Regions from separate parts of the Mus musculus genome. Here region 2 is linked to region 1. Evidence: chromatin contacts called from public Hi-C data. All regions are on one chromosome and are shown on one strand. The core of a region is the stretch at or near the end of the contact, and the rest is flanking DNA. Distances in the headings are between cores, read along the strand shown. Region 1 overlaps Pum1 (pumilio RNA-binding family member 1). Region 2 holds the start of Matn1 (matrilin 1, cartilage matrix protein).

Region 1 (3,904 bases), core at 711-3,210:
GCTGCTTGCTGGCTTGCCTTGTTCAATCTGATTGTTTATAGCAGCCAGGGGTGTCCCGCCCACAGGCCAATCAGGTGGGGGCATTTTCTCAACCAAGGTTCCTTCTAAAGTAACTAGCTTGTATCATGTTGACATTAAAAACTAGCCAGCAGTCAGCCCCTTGTCAGCTTAATTTAACCCTGTTCATCTCCAAGATCTCTTATTAATATTAACCTCATAATATAAAACATTTCAATGTTTAAAGCCCTGTAGTCTTTACAAATACTTTAAAAGTTCAGTTTCTTTAAAATATCCAGTCTCTTTAAAAGTTCAAGCCTCTAAAATATCCATAGTCCCTAAAACTCTGAAAGTCTCTCAGCTGGCTCCTGTAAGAGCAAACTAAGTTAAATCCTTTCTTAGTCCAAGAAGGCAGAGTAGGGCACAGTGACTCAAAGCAAAACCAAAGCCCAGCAGTGAGAGTTCTGGATTCACCGGGGTCTTTTGGGTCCCCCCCCGAGGGCTTGGACAAGCCCCCCACAGTCCCCCACAGCCCGCTTAGTTATCTCCTAGTCTTCGGCTGGCTGCACTGCATAGCTGGGGCCAAGCCAGCTTAGCCAGCAGTCAACGGGGAGAGAGGGAGGGAGGGAGGGAGAATTAAAGAAAGAAAGGACGCTTAGACACCATTGTAACATGACTCCAGCCAGTGCTGAGGCGGGTTTACTTGTTGTCAGTCTGCATTTATACCATTCTAGGTATATGCGAAGAGTAGGATCAGTTCTAGGTCGAGGATGAAGTCGTCAAGGAACAAACAAGCAATACAGAAAGTCCCATAGTCACTGTGTCTAGGGGTTTATCAGGATGACCAAGATAAAAGGAATACAATATATTCCTCAACTGTATTCATCTTGGGCCTTGTGCTAGTCCAGTGTAAATATTCTTATCTGAGCCTACTCCCTTGTCCTCCTAGTCTAGTGTAAATATTCTTCAATATCCTTGAAGCAGCATTAAGGACTGTATTGGTCTCCACCTTTACCAGTAACCTCTCCGGAGTATTCTTCAGGGATTCTGACCCTGCCATGTTATTACCAAGCTTCAACTTCTCTCATGCTTCATTGCATCTTAGGCCTTCTACCCACTGAGGCTGCACCCCATCAGCGGCCCCTCCTATCCTCTCACAGTGCCAAGGTTCAGAGTCGTTCCATGACCTCTTAACAGGCAAGAGTGTCTTACACGTTACCAAGGTTTGTTGCAGCATGACGAGCCCCTTGACTCCTGGGCTACAGCGTCTGTGTACTGACCCTGAGGAAATGCTCTCGGAAGATTTGCTTCACTGATGCCGGTCTCTTCTTCTTTTTTTTTGTTTTTTGTTTTTTGTTTGTTTTGGTTTTTCAAGACAGGGTTTCTCTGTGTAGCCCTGGCTGTCCTGGAACTCACTCTGTAGACCAGGCTGGCCTCGAACTCAGAGATCCACCTGCCTCTGCCTCCCAAGTGCTGGGATTAAAGGCGTGCGCCACCACCGCCCCGCTGCTGATCTTTTCTTAATCACAGCCCCAGCTGACCAGTATCAATTGTACCAGCAAAGCAAAGGTTTCACTTCAGCGGTTAATACAAATATCACTTAAATGGCCCCAGTAGAGCCCTTGCTTCCCTCAGACGCTTAACAAATAGTGCTTTTTTGTCTGTACTGCTAGCAACATTATCTTAAAGCTCCCACAGAAGCCCACTAAGCTCTGAGCATACGGTGGCTTTTCCAGCCCAAACTTCAGGTGCTACCACAATCCTCCTTAGCACTCCCAGCACTACTGACCTGGTACCAAGTTATGTCTTAGGGTTTCTGTTGCTGTTGTGAACAACACCAAAAGCAGCTGAGCAGGAAGGGATTTGTTTCATCTTACAGTTTTTCCATCATCCAAGGCAGGCAGGGCAGGAAGCTCTGGCACTGGCTGATTCAGAAGTCACGGGGACTGCTGCTTCTTGGCTTGGTCCCAGTAGTTTGCTCAGCCTGCTTTCTTAGAGCACCCAGAACCACCCGCACATGGTGGTACCACTCACATCAATCATCAAACAAGAAAATGCGTCACAGGCTTGTCCACACACAGCCCAATTAGGTGGGGGCATTTTCTCAATTGAGGTTTCCTCTACCATAATGAGTCTAACTTGTAAAGTTGATGTAAAAACTAGCCAGTGCAATTGGTCACTGTTAACTGGAAGAAATCCTGTGCCCTGGCGAGGCAGGGATCTGGTGGTGAGTTCAGACATCTGGTTCCCCAAAGGAAGCCCCAACTGTCAGGACAACCTGGTTTTCTACGTGCAGCTGGCTGGCATAGGCTATTCTGTCATGGTTCTCTGTCCTTTGTCAGTGCTTAGGGCAAGAGCTCCCGTCTTTACCTCGTGGCTTGCTAGCAATAAGAGGACAGGAGTACCTTTCGGGATGAAGCACTATATATGTACACTGTATATTCTGTGTCTGGGTCTGTCTGGGAAGGGTCTGGAGGTGCCTCTCCAGCCAAGAGTAATACCCACACTGTCCTCTCCAGATCCGGCCACACATTGCGACGCTTCGAAAGTACACCTATGGCAAGCACATCCTGGCCAAGCTCGAGAAGTACTACATGAAGAATGGCGTGGACTTGGGGCCCATTTGTGGTCCCCCTAATGGTATCATCTGAACAGTGCACCCACGTCCCTGTCCCGCTGACCTCACTGACCCTGGCAGATCCAACCAGCAACCAGAGGTGCCCAGCTCAGCGTCGGAAGTGGGCAACGGTTGCTCCGGGATTGCTCCCTCCTCCAAAAAACAGAATCAGATCCACTTGTGGAAAGGCCTTTGTAAATTTCATTTTATTACACATAACATGTACTAATTATTTTTTTTAATTGACTAATTGCCCTGCTGTTTACTGGTGTATAGGAACTTGTACATAGGTAATCAGTGTACATGGGAGGCCACATGCTTTGTTCAATGTTGTATCTATATTCCACATGTGGACACTTTCAGGGTGGTTGGTTTAACAAAAAAAGTTAAAAAAAAAGACAAAAAAAGGTTTTTAACTCATTTGCCTTGTGGCAAGTTTTGCAAATAGCTCTTCCCCACCTCCTCATTTTATTATTAAAAAAAAAAAACCTGAGAAATTTGAATTTTAGTTAAATGATCTCAAACTGGCATTTAACACTGTTTATAAAATATATATATATATACATATATACATATATGAAATGGGAACGTTTCAGAGTTGCTAGAGCATCAGCCTGTGATATGGAGTTTATGACGCTCTTTTTTTGGAGATGACCTCGTGCTGAGGGAGGTGGTAGCTGCAGATCCAGGAGGAGCGGGGACCCCAGAGGCCCAAGGCCAGTGGGCATGGCCACTTGCTGCCTGTGGTTGCCTGTGTGAACACTGGGAAGCAGGATCTGACTGTTTAGCATGAGAGAATACCCAGCTCGGCCCTGGTCTGGCTTCTATAGATACATAGTGTATACTTGTGTAGACTTTGCATATATACGGATTTGTAGTATTTTCCTGTTTTGATGTCTAATCTGTATCTATAATGTACCCTAGTAGTCGGACATACTTTTGATTGTACAATTGTACATTTGTATACCTGTAATGTAAATGTGGAGGAGTTTGATCAACACGAACACGTTTTTGGTAAGAAGAGAATCAGCCAGCCCGTGCACTCTGTATATCCCACCTTTTATGGTCGTAGCAGATAGTGTTGTATATTGTAAATTGTAATTTCAACCAGAAGTAAATTTTTTTCTTTTGAAGGAATAAATGTTCTTTATACAGCCTAGTTAATGTTTAAAAAGGAAAAAAAAATAGCTTGGTTTATTTGTCAGCTAGTCAAGACGGTAGTGAGAGCCTTTCTAAATGTTACTTCAGATGCTTCAGTTCACACTAGTGTCCCCCCCCCCCCTTTTTTTT
Region 2 (3,904 bases), core at 672-3,171, 170 kb after region 1:
AGACAATCACTCTCTCCCGTGAGCCAACATAGGCACCTCGGCTTTCTGGGAGGCTGTTAGGTGTGAAAGTGGAGCACACACAGTTCCTCATTTTGAGGCCAGGGAAAACGTTTCACATTTTTAAAACACAAGTATTTCTTTTTCTGTCCTTAATGTATAAGCTGAACTTCCAGGTGCCCCCAGCTGTCGGCCCCACGGTGGAATGTGAAAGACGTCTCTCTCTCTCTGCAGCCCGCTTCGTTCCTGAAAGCCTACCTGTGGCATATTTTGGGACTCTGCTAACGAGGAGAGAAAGACACAGAGAAGGCGCCTGTGTTGCTCCGGGGGACACAGACCAGTCATTCAGAAGGGAGCTGAAAGGGCGGTTTCACGGGTACAGCTGGGTCCAGCAACGGGGCTCTGTCCCTTGAGCCACAGAACGGGCACTGGCTCAAGCTCTCCCTGTCTGCCCTGCCAAGGGCCACACACCAGAACATACACCTCTCACCGTGGCCATCGTCACTGCCACCATTGCTGCCCTTCATGTGACCTAGATGGGACCCCATTCATTACTACCTTCTGTTAACTTCTGCATTTGCTTGGCACTGTCCTTGGGCCTCAGGGCCAGGAAGGGGACCGAGATAGAAGAGACCTCCAGGCCAGAATGGCAAAAACAGCTATGTAGCACAATTTGGGAGAAAGGATATTTGCTGCAATTTCTGGGACCATACAGCCACTCTGGAGAAGAGAGACCTCTGAATAGTGAAAGGAGGGGTCAGCAGCATGGAGGTTTCTTCTGGGTCTGCAGAGATGCAGAGGGCTGGGAACTGGGGACTGATGGAACCCAAATGGGAGAAGACAAAGAGAAGTTTGTCTCTAACATAGCTACAAAAGGGAAAATGCCTTGACTCTGCCCTTGAACCGGCTGTGTGACTTCAGGCTAACCTCTCTGGGCTTCCACTTTGGCATATGGAAAGTGGGCTGATTGATAGACTCCATCTCTCTGCTTGCCTCACAGGTATGTGGGGTGTGAAGGATGATGCTATGGTTGCTAAAGATATCACTGTGGACTAGATCAGCTATGCCTGAGGAGTGCACAGGGTCTTTCCTTGTAACAGTGGCAATCCCCTGCCTCATCTTCCTTCTCCGGTCTTCTTGCTGCCTCCCCATGTAATCTCACAAGACTCGCTTGCTTCGCTGTGAGGATTAACAAAGATAGTTCAGGAAATTCCTCAGGCCCTGTCCCTAGCTCTGTGAGCCAGCACTGACACCGTCTCTCCTCCCAGAAGAGGGATGAGGCACAGAGAGGCGCAGCAAGCTGCCCAAGGTCACACAGGTACATGATCTGCCTCTCATATCTGCCCCTAGTCAGTCCCTCTCCGAGCTCCCCATTCTCTCACACACTAAGCACAGCCACACTACTTGGTTGCTACCAAGATCTGGGAGAATCGTTCTGGGGTGGAGCTAGTAAAAGGAAAACACTGGATGGTCGGCTCTGCTCGTGCAAAGGCCCCGTGGTTTTTGGAGAGAATCGGTGCAGCTGGAGAAGGTGTGTGTGTGTGTGTGTGTGTGTGTGTGTGTGTGTGTGTGTGCACGTGGTTAGGAAGCATATTTAGCGAGAAACCTGGGCTTGGAATTCCGGGTGGGGAGGACTTGGGTGTGGGAAGAGGGGCAGTGCAGGGCTCAAGTATCCCTGAGCTGTAGGTCCAAGTCAGCACGGGCTCTGGCCAGAGGAGCCGCCCCCACCCACCTGAGATTTCCTGAATTCCAGCTGTGGCTCGAGTTCCTTCTGCAGGCAAAGGGGCCCTTGTGGTCAGCTGCCTCTACCCTCCCTTTCAGACACACACCTCCATTCAGACTGGCCCCGCCTTTGGGGGTTGGGGCAAGGGTGCTGTCCCCTGCCCAGTGGTTGATAAGGCAATCTCCCCCTCTGGTCCCCTCCAGTGTGCCGCTGCCGCTGTCTGTCTGAGTTGCTGCAACCATGAAGGTCACCTCTGGTCCAGCCTTTGCTCTCTGTAGCCTGCTGCTCCTGCTGCTGCTGCTGCTACAGGTCCCTGATAGCCTCAGTCTTGTCCCCCAGCCCAGAGGTAAGGGGACCATGGATGCTGGGGACATTGGATCTGTGACCCTTGACAAATGGCCTGGGGGGGCTGAGCACAGAGACAGATGGAGGCTAAATGGGAATCAGGGTTTGGAGGGTGTCGGCTCAGGGAGGGCAGTGGAGATAATGGTATTAGTGAAGGCCACCAGGACAGGTGATCCTCAGGGCCACCATGCTGCAGGGACCAGAAGCCCCCACAAGAGCCAGCCGGAGTCAGGAGCGGCACCAGGCCCAGGGCTCTGTGAGCGCAGCGCAGGAGACCAGGTGTCTGGTCAGTTTCCACAGCCCTTTCCAGGGCTGGGCTCTGGCAGCCCCGAGATGCTCAGCAACTGAGGTGGAGAAGGAGGACCTGTCTCAGTCTGTGCCATGAGATAGCCCCAGAGCCACAAGGGGTCAGGTTCAGAGTCGTGGATATGGTCAACTCTGCCTTTGGATCCCACTTCTCCATTTGGAGGCTGAGCAGGCAGGAAACATCTGTCACCGTAGATACAGAACACGTTTAAGGTCTCCCGAGAAACTCAGATGCCAGGGCTTTGAGGCACATCTTTCCTTTTCTGATCCTTTGTGCCCAACAGGGAATGGACTTGTTCCTATGTGGCATGGGCTGGGCAGGGCAGCCTGTCCCAGAGCCCAGCTCTGCTATAGGAAGGGACATCCACCCTCAGCTTAGTCTCCCTTTGTATGAATGGGAAATGAGGTTCAAAACTGTGCTACCCCCTGCCCTGGGCCACAGAGCAGCCAAGCCAGGGTCTGAGCCCAGGCCTGTCCCATCCATTGCTGGCGCCTCCCAGTCACTGGTGCTGCCTTGCTGGAGATCTGGAGGAACGTTGTTTCTAGGGTCAGGGTGTCTTGGGGCCCACTTGGCAAAACAAGGGTGACAATGTGGCATCAGGAATTTCTGCTTCTTTCCTGTCCCGGGAGGGAAGTGACTTCAAATTTGCTGATGAAGAGACAGTGGGTAGGTACCCTGATGGCCCTTAAGGAAGTGCCAGCCTTAGTTCCTCAGTGTACCCCTGGCTAACATTCTGCCAGCAAGTCAGGCTAGTCTCTACATGCCTTTGTTTGTTCTTAGAGGTTCCTGCAAAGAGGTGCAGAGAAGAAGTATGTGGTCTAAGACCAGAGGGGTCTTCCGCCTTCCTCCCCACGGGCTGAGCCGAATGCCCGAGACTATACACTGAGCTGAGACCTAAATCACTGAGACCCACCCTCGGCTGTCTGGAGCCCAAGGCAAAACTCTTCTGATATCTGCCCTTACTCTCTATCTCCCTGCACTGCCCCCTCCTAGGGCACCTCTGCCGGACACGACCCACGGACCTGGTGTTTGTTGTCGATAGCTCTCGAAGTGTGAGACCCGTGGAGTTTGAGAAGGTGAAGGTATTCCTGTCTCAGGTCATTGAGTCACTGGATGTGGGGCCCAATGCCACGAGGGTGGGCTTGGTCAACTACGCCAGCACTGTGAAACCAGAGTTCCCGCTCCGGGCCCATGGCTCCAAGGCCTCGCTGCTGCAAGCTGTGCGCCGCATCCAGCCGCTGTCCACGGGTACCATGACTGGCCTGGCTCTGCAATTCGCCATCACCAAGGCCTTGAGTGATGCTGAGGGTGGACGCGCCAGATCCCCCGACATCAGCAAGGTATGGAGCACGGGATGGTTGGAGCCTGGGATGAAGCCATAGGGTCCTCCTGGCCTCTCTGTTCAGAGCAGCTGTTTTAGGAACGAGAGAGTCATTTGCAAACATTACTCTGTAGAAGTGGCGGTGGTAGGGTTGAGATCTTCCCTCGAGCAGAGAGAGGCGGGCCAGGTGCTTATGCTAATACTGGCCACC

The links. A called contact is a pair of places that touch in the nucleus more often than the background predicts.
Region 2: a Hi-C map of cerebral cortex shows a contact between it and region 1, with 4 times the contacts expected there. The contact joins the promoter of Matn1 here to the enhancer-like site in region 1. A contact is called at or near these places in 4 of 39 promoter capture datasets (the C10 cell line, embryonic stem cells, neural stem cells and 1 more), 4 of 15 datasets of contacts at CTCF or cohesin (the NIH/3T3 cell line, embryonic stem cells, hippocampal excitatory neurons and 1 more), 188 of 484 Hi-C or Micro-C datasets (B cells, the BV-2 cell line, the Ba/F3 cell line and 105 more), 25 of 115 datasets of contacts at active chromatin or transcription factors (CD8 T cells, the HPC-7 cell line, T-cell acute lymphoblastic leukemia and 16 more) and 5 of 9 other capture datasets (adipose tissue, embryonic stem cells, embryonic tail and 2 more).

The regions. Positions count from the first base shown.
Region 1 is chr4:130,777,256-130,781,159 of GRCm38.p6, forward strand. It overlaps Pum1 (pumilio RNA-binding family member 1), which reads left to right. Exons shown (of 22, transcript NM_030722.3): 22 at 2,517-3,904. The coding sequence ends at 2,648. Among named protein-coding and RNA genes, the nearest start is that of Gm23711, 3.5 kb to the left of the region's middle. Within about 2 kb of position 1,961, at least 22 of the 459 cell types and tissues checked have an H3K27ac peak or open chromatin away from gene starts, as enhancers often do. A contact at or near this core is called in cerebral cortex and neurons, where this site is marked.
Region 2 is chr4:130,942,464-130,946,367 of GRCm38.p6, forward strand. It overlaps Matn1 (matrilin 1, cartilage matrix protein), which reads left to right and starts at 1,922. Exons shown (of 8, transcript NM_010769.2): 1 at 1,922-2,066; 2 at 3,366-3,712. The coding sequence starts at 1,961.